Linked DNA regions of Mus musculus: region 2 is linked to region 1. Evidence: chromatin contacts called from public Hi-C data. All regions are on one chromosome and are shown on one strand. Each heading gives the region's core, a stretch centred on a gene start, on an enhancer-like site or on the middle of the called end of the contact. The rest is flanking DNA. Distances are from core to core; before and after follow the strand shown. Region 1 overlaps Spred1 (sprouty protein with EVH-1 domain 1, related sequence). Region 2 overlaps Spred1 (sprouty protein with EVH-1 domain 1, related sequence).

Evidence for each region. A called contact is a pair of places that touch in the nucleus more often than the background predicts.
Region 2: a contact with region 1 is called in a Hi-C map of bone marrow-derived macrophages, with 2.4 times the contacts expected there. The contact joins two enhancer-like sites. A contact is called at or near these places in 4 of 39 promoter capture datasets (cranial neural crest, frontonasal cranial neural crest, second pharyngeal arch cranial neural crest and 1 more), 1 of 15 datasets of contacts at CTCF or cohesin (the NIH/3T3 cell line), 12 of 484 Hi-C or Micro-C datasets (the C2C12 cell line, CD8 T cells, the CH12 cell line and 8 more) and 1 of 115 datasets of contacts at active chromatin or transcription factors (embryonic stem cells).

The regions. Positions count from the first base shown.
Region 1 is chr2:117,143,872-117,149,271 of GRCm38.p6, reverse strand. All of the region lies in intron 1 of Spred1 (sprouty protein with EVH-1 domain 1, related sequence), which reads right to left. Among named protein-coding and RNA genes, the nearest start is that of Spred1, 26 kb to the right of the region's middle. Within about 2 kb of position 3,056, at least 8 of the 459 cell types and tissues checked have an H3K27ac peak or open chromatin away from gene starts, as enhancers often do. A contact at or near this core is called in bone marrow-derived macrophages, where this site is marked.
Region 2 is chr2:117,177,523-117,182,694 of GRCm38.p6, reverse strand. It overlaps Spred1 (sprouty protein with EVH-1 domain 1, related sequence), which reads right to left. Exons shown (of 7, transcript NM_033524.3): 7 at 416-5,172. The coding sequence ends at 4,746. Among named protein-coding and RNA genes, the nearest start is that of Mir674, 5.0 kb to the left of the region's middle. Within about 2 kb of position 2,009, at least 13 of the 459 cell types and tissues checked have an H3K27ac peak or open chromatin away from gene starts, as enhancers often do. A contact at or near this core is called in bone marrow-derived macrophages, where this site is marked.

The DNA of each region.
Region 1 (5,400 bases), core at 1,807-4,306:
CCCACAGGCCAATTTTATGGGACAATTGAGGTACCCTTTTCCTGGGTAACTATTTCCTATTTTTCTTCTATCAGATTCAGGGTATCTTGGCCTTATCCTGCATTTCAACTTGAGTTTTTTTGCAGGGTAACAAATACAGATCTATTTATATTCTTCACACAGCCATGCAGTTTGACCAGTACCATTTGTTGATGCTTTCTTTTATCCAGTTTATATTTCTGGCTTCTTTGTTGTCCAATGGAATCTAATTTAGTCCCAGACATCTGATTTTTTTATTGTTTCCACATTCTAATTTTTAAAATTGTATTTTGCAATTAAAAAACCTGTTTAAAGTTTTAAGGCAATCCCACCAATTAAAAGTGAGATAACCTTAGGCTTTCCCTATTCCATTTTCCTGGCCTATAGAGTAAAGTAATGCCTATTACCAAAGTGTTGTAAGAAGTAAACAAAGACATACTATGACATGCTTAGCACTGAGTCTACTCAGACACAGGTGGCTAATAATGATCTGATTAAATTAACTTTCTAATGTTACTATGCATATTCTGGAAATGTCTTGCTTTGTATTTACTATGGTTTTGTGGAAGCAAGGCCCATTCAAAACCTTGAGTAAAGATTATTAGTCATAGCTAAGAATCAATAATCAATTTTCTAAGTCTGTCACCAATTGTTTACAGAATGGAAACACATCTAACCAAGTCAGATATCTGGAAAATCCTCAAAGAGAAAGAAGCAGAATTTTGTTTTTTAATCTGAAGGATGAATAGGTGCTGAATGAACATTCAAAGCTCTTATTGACAATATCATCAACATGCCAGAGTACATACCTAAAACTTCGACAGCTGGCATGTGATTTCCATAATCTCAAATCTCGTAATGAGATCCTGTCTTCAAAAAAACCGTAAGAGAGCCATGGGAGACAGATGAGTCCAGAGCACTTGCCATGTAAGCGTGAGGAAGTAAGTCTCATGTGAGCTCCCATGTAAAAAGCCTGGCACAATCCAAAAATTGCCAGCTGAGTAGTTTATAAACAAATTTATACAGCTCTATGACTTGAAAGTTCAGTTTCACTTAGCAAAAATAAAGGTATTGGCAATGCTGCATTCCTTTCAAGAGGCTAGGAGAGAAAAAGCTCCTAGACACCATTAACATTCCTCAGCCCCTTGGGTTTGGGTTACTTTTGTATGAATCTTTCTGAAATTTATTCTCTCTGATCATAGTTCCACAGTTGGAAAAACACTGCTTTTAGAAACCTATGGGATTAGACTGGGCCCACTGAGGTAATCCAAGACAAGCTCTCCATTGCAATGGAGTCAAACTTTCAAGGTTGCTAGCATATTTATGAGTTCCAGAGTTTAGGGTTAAGAGCCTTTGGCGGGAGACGTGTTGAATACATTATCTATTCTCTTTGCCACAAATAATACATGCAAACAAACAAACAAAGGTACTCCTCTTAAACAATAAAGAATCTTAGTTATAATAAAAATGATGCAAATTAGAGATTATCAAATGCCAACAATGCATTTACTAGCTCAGAAGATAGAAAATATGGAAATATAAGCTAGTAAATAGGTTTTAAGGTAGTCTATAAATATCCATCAAAATTTAAAATATGAACATTCTTTGACTCAGCAAATCTAGTTGCTCTCTTTCTTCCATGGTGTCCAAACCTACTACTTCCTACATAATGCACGTATCCTCTACCAACTTGAAAGAACTGATACTTTACTACTTATAATGCCCCATGTTTCATTAACTTGCTCCAACAAAAGCTGATATTGCAGACGTTCCCACAGTCCTTTTTAGAACAACCAACATGTGCTCCTTCCAAAGAGGTTGGGCATATCTCATGAGACTCAGTAGCTGTTCTGTGGAAACTAAATAGGCAACTCAAGCAAGGTCGTGCCTAAAGAAAGGCTGATGTTCTCCTGTGGGTTGTGAAAAAACTGTAAAGACACCTCCTGAGAGAGGAGCTAGGAAGACACAGGCAGGAGAGGAAATTATTTTGTAAATGTTTCCATCAAGTAGGGTGTAAATCCAAGACTCGGATAATGAACATTTAATGGTTAATGGCTAGTGTGATTATAATAATAATACTTAAAGCAAAAGTAGGCACTGCTCCATCTTCCTAACTTAATCTATCTGAGAAATTCCTTTTTGCCAGCTAGGAAGAAGGTACAAGTCTATTCTCATTTCTGTGTTGTTAGTTAAAAAAAAATTTTTTTTTTTGCTCAGCCATCATTACTTGTATTATCTATGTTAGCAGACTTTAATGGCAATTGTGGGTTTATATATACGTAGGATAAAGTAGTATCCAACTTTACTATGCTTCCTGGCTCTATGGGGCAGTAGCAAGAGCATTTAGTAACAGATCACCATTCAAGGAAATTTGGGGCTCATCCTAAGAAGGGAAGTCCTTTTACTTTCAACGTTGGAGGGTGGCTTTTGCAGAGTCAGCAAAACTTGCTACGCTGAACTTCTAGACCTTCTGAAGTTACTGTGAACCCCTCCAAGGTTCTGTGCACATGACTTCATTTAACAAAGATGAAAAGCACTTACTTTACCAAATTCATGTAGGGGCAATATTTAGCTATATGCATGCTGAGAGTCCACATAACATCTTGGCACTTAATGCAGGTAGGTGGAGTAAGCTGTAAGAGGCCAGCCTTAAGGGTAATGCAATCAAATTGGGGATACAGGAAAGACATGGAGTCAGTGGCAGGGACCCAGACTCATCAAATAACAAGGAGGAAAAGTTAAGAGTAAACTCACACTGAGTATTAAAATCCACCGACTGGGTGTTCTAAACACGGTCAACATATGAAAGTCTTGGAGGTACCTCCAAGTATTCAATAAATACCTAAATAGGTGAAGGTAAGAGTAACAAAAACAGATAAAGGAGACATTAAAAGTAGCTAAAACTTCTTTACCTTCCATAGTGACTTTGGTGTGTGGGCCCTACAAGGTGACTTAAACAGCCAAATGAGAATTCAGTCAGAATTCAGAACTCTTTAGTGGTATTTACATGGTTACATAATCCTAACATTTCATCCACAGAAGGCAGTTTGCAAACTTCCTCTTAAGAGACTACACTAATCAGAAAATAGAAACTGCAAGACTGTGGAATCTTTGAATGTTTAAATACCCTTTCCGCCTAAATGCAATATAAATCGATTTAATTTTCACTGTCCTACAGCAGTGCTGTCCAATAAAAAACAGAGTCAAACTATGTAACTAAAGAGGGCAGCACTGAATATGGTATGTTACTTCAAGTATAAACACCAACAGATTGAGTAAAATGTACCCAGAATCAATTTTGTTAGAATCACATGGGTGCAGTGATCAAGTAAACTCCAAGTCAAGGAAAGAGAGAGAGAAAAAAGCTATCATCATCAAGGTTATCCTGGTCTGCATTACTAAGTTCAAGTAGCCTATGTCAATTTTGATGGCTGCTCTGTAATTACATGTAAGTAAATTAATAGGTACAATACTGGAAGTTTCTTTTAAACTGTAAGGGGAGGGGCTGGAGAGATGGGTGAGACACACATAAACTAAAATTAAAAAAAAAATCTTTAAATGTGAAAGGACATTACAGAGAAAGAAGGCATTCTAACACTTTTAGAAACTGATGTACTCATAAATAAGTGAATCAATATTGCCTTTTTATTTCCTCTAGTAGAATGTTCATTTCTTTTATATACAAACTTACATAGAATCTTAGATCTTGGCTTGATTTATGAACTCTTAGGCATTTAACATCTGCATCTTAACATTTTTATAACTCCTCATGTTATTTATTCACTTTTAATGGACTGTTTTCAGCTAAACTAAATAATCAAAAACCATCGACCTGATCTGGAGTCTGAACAGAAAGAGAGAGAGGGAGAGAGAGAGAGAGAAAGGGAGGGAAGGAAAGAAAAGCCAGCTGCTTGCTTGCTTTATTTATTTATCTATCTATTTATTTATTTATTTATTTATTTATGGCACTTTTAGTTATTAAATTAGTTTAATAAAATGAGTCCATGTAAGCAGATGCGTAAGCAGGTAAAAGCTGAGTTCTACAGAGGACCCAAAATATCTTTTATACTCCTACAGACAGCTTCTTCAAGTCATAACAAGGGAAGAAAACAACTCTGGCTTTCCACCAAGCATAAGTCATCCAGTCCTCCCAGCCCCATGCTGTTCATCAACAGACAAAATATCACCTAATAACACAGCTGAATATCCAGACACCCAGAACTAAAATCCACTCAAAGTCATTTTCCACAAGGAATTGATTTGCTTAACTGTTTACTGCTATCTAGAACAAAAAAGCCACCAAATAAACAGGTACTTCCTTACAAATACTTGAAAAGTACTTCCTCACTGTAGTTCATTTTATTAATATCAGTTTTCAGAATATGGACACTGCCTGATTATATATAGTATCAATTTTAATGATATCCTATCCTTGCATGATACATAAATAAACATAAGTAGAAAATAGTCATTTATCATAGATTTTATTTTAATATTCGTTAAGATGTATTCATTTATTTTGTGTGTACATATGTATGGGAGTTCCTGTACCACATACATGCCTGGAGGTCAGGACACCCTGCTGGAGTCACTTCTTTCTTCTACATGTAGGTTCAGGGATCAAATGATGTCCCCAGGTACAGCAACAACTGTCTGTACTGACTGAACCATCTTGCCAGCCTATTTTCCTCATGGTGACTTATTAATCATTGTTACTTTTAACTAAGAAGATATTCTTCACAATCAATGAAGGCTGGCTATGTGCATGTGTAACACACACCTATAATGCCAGTACTTGAGGATCAGAAATTCAAGGTCACCTCTGACCACCTAGCCAAGTCACAGCACAATCTAAATGTAACCTAGTTTCAAAAAAATAAGTCCCTGGTAGAGGTAAAAATAAGAGGAGGAAAAGGAGATTGTGATAGAAGACTCTGAAATAATAGCAAATATGTATCCTGGGTCTAAAAGCAGAGAACAAGGTAGTCGTAAGTGTAGCAAAAAGGCTTAAAAGCAAAGGGGCTTCTTATCTTTAAAATAAACTGAGCTTCATTTTAAACTTGGCTCTAAGAGTCCTTTACTGACCTCCACCTCATAAGGTTCATGAAATCCTTAGAGTACCAACTAAGTTTCTCATTTTTGAAGTATTCAAAAATCTTGGAACTGAGTTCCACAGTATAATTATCTTGTCTGTCTTAGTTTATTTGCTAATCCTGAACCAAACACACCTTCACATAATGAATGAGAAGACCTAAGAGTGAAGATGGGATGAAACCTTGAGGAGAAGTTAGGAGGTCTCAACAGGTAAGAGTCAAGACGCACTGACAGACTAAGACTATAAATGGACACTGCAATAACATGGGCAGAGACTTAATTACAAAT
Region 2 (5,172 bases), core at 760-3,259, 34 kb before region 1:
AGTAACTACAACTGTAACACAATAATCTAATAAAAGCATTGTTGGGGTATCAAGATGTTATCACAATCGATTCTGCCCTAATGCTCCCTGTATTACAAAGGCTAGTGCCTAGTGCATACACACTTGCACACAAAGTTTCAGTTTGTTAAACATTTGCCACACACCCTTAAGGTGGCTAATTGTTGCAGCTGCAGCATGGATACAAACTAGGAACTGTGTAAACTAACAACTAACAATTAATTATCTGGAATCAAGGGTGAGGTGATGAAGTCGAACTGTAGGTAAACCTTCAGTTAGAGGATACAGCTCATAAGAATGAAACCACATTCAGATGAAAGTGTCCAATTCCCCTGCTTTCTTCTCCAGTGATTAGGATCTTACACAGCTATATGTTCTGAAGAAGTGAGAAAAGCCCTTTTAAATTTCACAATTTGGTTTAATCAGGTAATTCCAGGGGAGGAGAAATCACTGAAACAAAGAGTCTACCATCTGATACGTCCAATTACATGATATGACAGAACAAAAGCAGTTACAAACTCCTATGTGCGTATTTACATGATATACTCACAACTCTCAGCCAGTCAGCTCTATGTGAGAAGATGCATTAGGACAGGAGTTAAGCGGGCTTCCATTGCTTATTAGAAAGATGCAGGCAGGCTCCTAGTGGGGGTGGGGGTGGGGTGGGTAATATACAAGTGAGGCACTTCTGAGGTCAAGATAACAGCAAAAATGTACAACATACTTGTTCACAAAAAAACCTGTTCACACAAAAACCTGTGCATCTTTAATACAAAGGCTTTCGACTAGGAAATTCTTGAAAAAATGAAATAAAACTAATTGCTTTTGCAAATTTAGCTTTTGGGAACAATGGATGACAGTGTACCAAAGCAACTGAAAGGTTTCTAATTGCCCAGCTGCTAGGTAACTGGTACCTTTTAAAGCCCCCTGTAATTTTCCTTCCCTCCCCACCTTCATTCTGGTTTGTATAAATCACCTCTGTTTGTCTGTGTGCGCATATTTTTAATATTTTCTGTTTGACTCCCTCTATTTCTCTACTATCATTTACTAGCAACTTTTTGGTGTTCCCTGTAAGACGCAGAAGTGGGATCTAGATCAAATCAAGAGGAAGAGCAGCGACATTTAGTGATGAGTTGGTTTTATCGGTTAACTGAAGTTCTCCAAGTTACTTTTCAGAAAAGCTACACTTGCTCAATGTGCTGCTGGACTACAATTAAAATTACTTTAAAACACATTAATCCAAGTTACATGTTGCAAATATAATCAGACATTCAATTTTAACAGAAAAAAAAGATCCATAAAATTCTCTCCACCACGTTCTCTGCACTTTGAAGACCGACACGAACACTAAGAAATGCCTGTGTGCCACTTAGTTACGGGAGAAGAAAGAGGGAGAGGAGAAGCAAGTTTGACCCAGAGAACCAGATGGCACTGTACACATGAATCCAAAGTGCATTTGTAATAGTTCAGAAGCTCATTTTAGGCACTGCTGAATAACCAATGAAAATAGGTAGTTTCAAGTTTTTCTCTTTAAATTTTAAGTCCTGCCTCATCAACATCTACTCAGAAACATACACACTCTCTGGAGTTGTCATGATAAAATACAGGTAATTATGTTTATTTTTTTTTTAATTCTCCCTGACTGGTACTGGGAAGAAAATAGGAATACCATTTTGGTAATGGCTTCTGAGTTGAAGAAACTGGTTGTATAAATGCTTCAGTACATACATAAGTTTGATTGCCAGTTCCAAGTTTCAATAAATATTTTAAAACAGGATGTGTAAGGAAAAAGTGCTTCAATTCTTCCAGCAACCATATGCATTTGGGGAAAGACTTACTTACACTCCTTAGCGCTTTTCCTCACCCCCGATTTCTCTGGTGGGCACTGGCCACCCTGAACAGCCCACAGCCCTCCTTTACTGGAGACACCATTTCCATCTTTCAGCGCTGGTCTAAAGCCATCCAGCAGGTGGCACTGCAGCTCCGCAAGCACTGCTCAGGAAATCTAAGGCTTCCCCACAGGCTGCAAGCATCCTCTGAGAACTACAGATCAGGAGCAAACAGGCCCCCCAGCTGGAGAATTTTTGGGTCACGCTATTCAGATGATTTCATTTTCAATATTTACTTTTACTTCACCAGTTTTGTTGAGCTATCTGCTTACATTCTAGACAAAAGAGAAGTTTTAAAGAAAATGCCCAATGGCAGCGCCCAATCTGTACAGTGAACAAGAAATCATTCTTGAATCCACCTACACGTACATGTTGGGAATTGGATTAAACTGTCCATCTAATTCACAAAGAGACTCATTAACATTATATCATCAGTTTCTTTTCTGGACTGGCTTGAATTCATGTGTGCTAATTACAAAAATCCAAGGTTAAAAAAAAAACAATTTCATTATCATAGTTTTTAATGAAGAGAAATGTTTAAAATTGTAAAGGAAAAAATGGGAACGGGATGGCAAAATCTTAGCAGCAAAGTGGTTAAACAAACTGAAAATATTAATGCACAAACATTAAAATATTAAAGCATGTACGTTGCGTATAAAATACAGTACAGAACCAGGAGATGCACTATAGTGACTAGTGCTTAACAGAAAAAAAAAATGATTAATTTTGTTCTTCTCAGAAGTATATACACAGTTTATTTCCATGGCATTTCCTATATTGCCAGCAAGTTATTTTCTTTAGTTATTCACACCTTGCTCCAACCTGAATTACAAACCCAGAACTTACAAATATGGATAATCACTCATAAGGAAAACCAGGACTCTACTTCAGCAAGAAAAAGGAATCCTGAAAGGTAACAGTCTGCTCTAGGAAACCAAGCTCCTCTGAAAACAGCAAGGACGAAGATCATCTATCTGTGCAGCAGCCTCCAATGTAGAAACAGTAAAAATAAGACTGAAAATTGCTGCGACAGTGTCTGGTTTTGGATTTAGTTCATCCAATTGATTTTTAGTACAAAACTAGAAATAGCCTCTTCTTCATAACATCTATAGTTATCAATATATTTTTCTTCTTTTCAATGTGAAATAATACTTCAAGATGATCTATATACATAATGTTGTCAGTTCAAGCTGTCATATAAATATAAATGCTTTCTTAAAAAAAGTATTTTACAGACAGATAGTGTTATATATATATACATTGTTCAGTTTAATCTGGGGCAAAAGAAGAAAGCCAACACAAGCCGAAGTGTGACACATAAAACTGACTGCACAGAAATGACACTGAAAACCTGGAGAATGGACTTCAAATGGTAGTGTGATTTTCATTTTTATCACTTCAGAAACTTTAATCCATTAAAAAAAAAAGGCAAAAAAGGCACACTGCTTTCTTTCCTGAGGGAGTATTTTGCAACAATCCCTCACAAGAGTTTTAATAGTAACACTTTAAAAAAACAAAACCAAGACAATTTGACCTCAAAGTATTTTTAACCTGTTTGCTGGAGCATATCACACTACTTTGTAAATCAAACATCCCATAATACAAATGCTCTGCGACAGGAATGTGGTGTATAAGATTTCCATTCACAATGGTGGATTGAATACTTTCCTGGGAGAATTCTGCATATGTGTTACTGCAAAGTAACTTTGCTCCTGAAATATAATAAAATGCAACTGAAAGGTATTAATTACCATTGTTATGTGAGTAATAAGCACAGAAAATCAGTGAAACAGCTGTGCGAGTTCTGGCTCAGCAGAGTGAGAAATGGAGATCTCAAGCGGAAACTGTTTCACACTAACTATCCAGTTAATGCTTCTGCCTTGTAAAACGTTTATAAATGCAGTTAAGTTCTCTGAAGGAGGAAACTCTGAAAGAAAACAACTTGCTGGCTGAATACCACAGAAACAAAACAACTAAAGGAACCCTCAATTTCTTCTGTTTACTCAATCTCTTTATATAAAAATAAGTGTTACATTTCCATCAGAACATTAGACAATTACATCTGTGCTTTAAAAAAAAAGGTTGGTCACTCAAGGCTATTAGAGTATTTTAAAGATTTTAGATCTCCAGAATGTACAGATATGACTCAATATAAACTGCAGCCCAAGAGAGCTGAGGATGAACTCACCGAATCTCTCACATGGACACAAACGTTATTAACTAGATGAGTTAACTACTCAACACATATGGAATGTGGTGGCAGATATGTGCACATCTACCTCAGAACTAGGAAGGGCAAGAAAAGTTTAATATGTCATAGTTCGTACCTTACATTTAGTTAAATATAAACATTTGTTATTTATACATAAAACTGCTTTCAAAAAACAACCAATGATTTAGTTGCACTTGTCTTATCTCTTAATTTCCCAAGTACTAACTTTTCTGTACTGAAATCACTGTCCCTTAGTGCACTTTTTAGTTAATGTCCTAAAGAATTCAAATCTTTAAAAAGTCCCATCACCTAGTGCATAAATATGAAAATGCCAAAATTAATCCCTTTTAGTTGGATCCTATTCTATGTTGACCTTTTGTAATCAATAACCAGAAATGACTGCCTTCTGAAAATGCTCTGTGATCTGTCCCAGAACATGCCATGCACTCAGGGAAACAGGCACGGCTAGCATCTGTAAATCACAAGAACTGATGAGTTCTGCTTCCTCCACGCATGGCCCCAATGATACCGGCAAGATTCCATATTGCTTGCCAACAGCTTCCACAAATCCAAGTTAGCTAATTCCTGGAGATGAAGGTTTAAGCTCATGCCGGCCCTGGACTGCTTCACCCAGCAGCCTTATGTTTCCCACCACAGCACCCGCATGCCTCACCACAGCGATGGCACATTCTCAAAGGGACGTAGCAGCACATACATGGTACAATGAAAGACAGAGCTACCAGGGCTAACCACCTTAGGCAGAACTTGTCATCGCTAGTGTCACACGAACAAGGATCAGAAAAGTCTCCCTCTGAGTCTGACATACAATGATATAGCATGCTCTCAGCACAGAGCATGCAGCTAACTTGATATATGCATCTTTTAACAGGATCTGGAGCGTCCTGGCATTTCCCCCTGGCGTTTTCTTCATGATTAAACCTTTCCTGGCAGTATACGCAGCGAGAACGTTCCCCATCCTCTTTTCTTCGTTTTGACTTAAATTTTAACGAGGGAGGCTGTGTCTTAAATACCACAGAGTCTTTCAGAGAACTT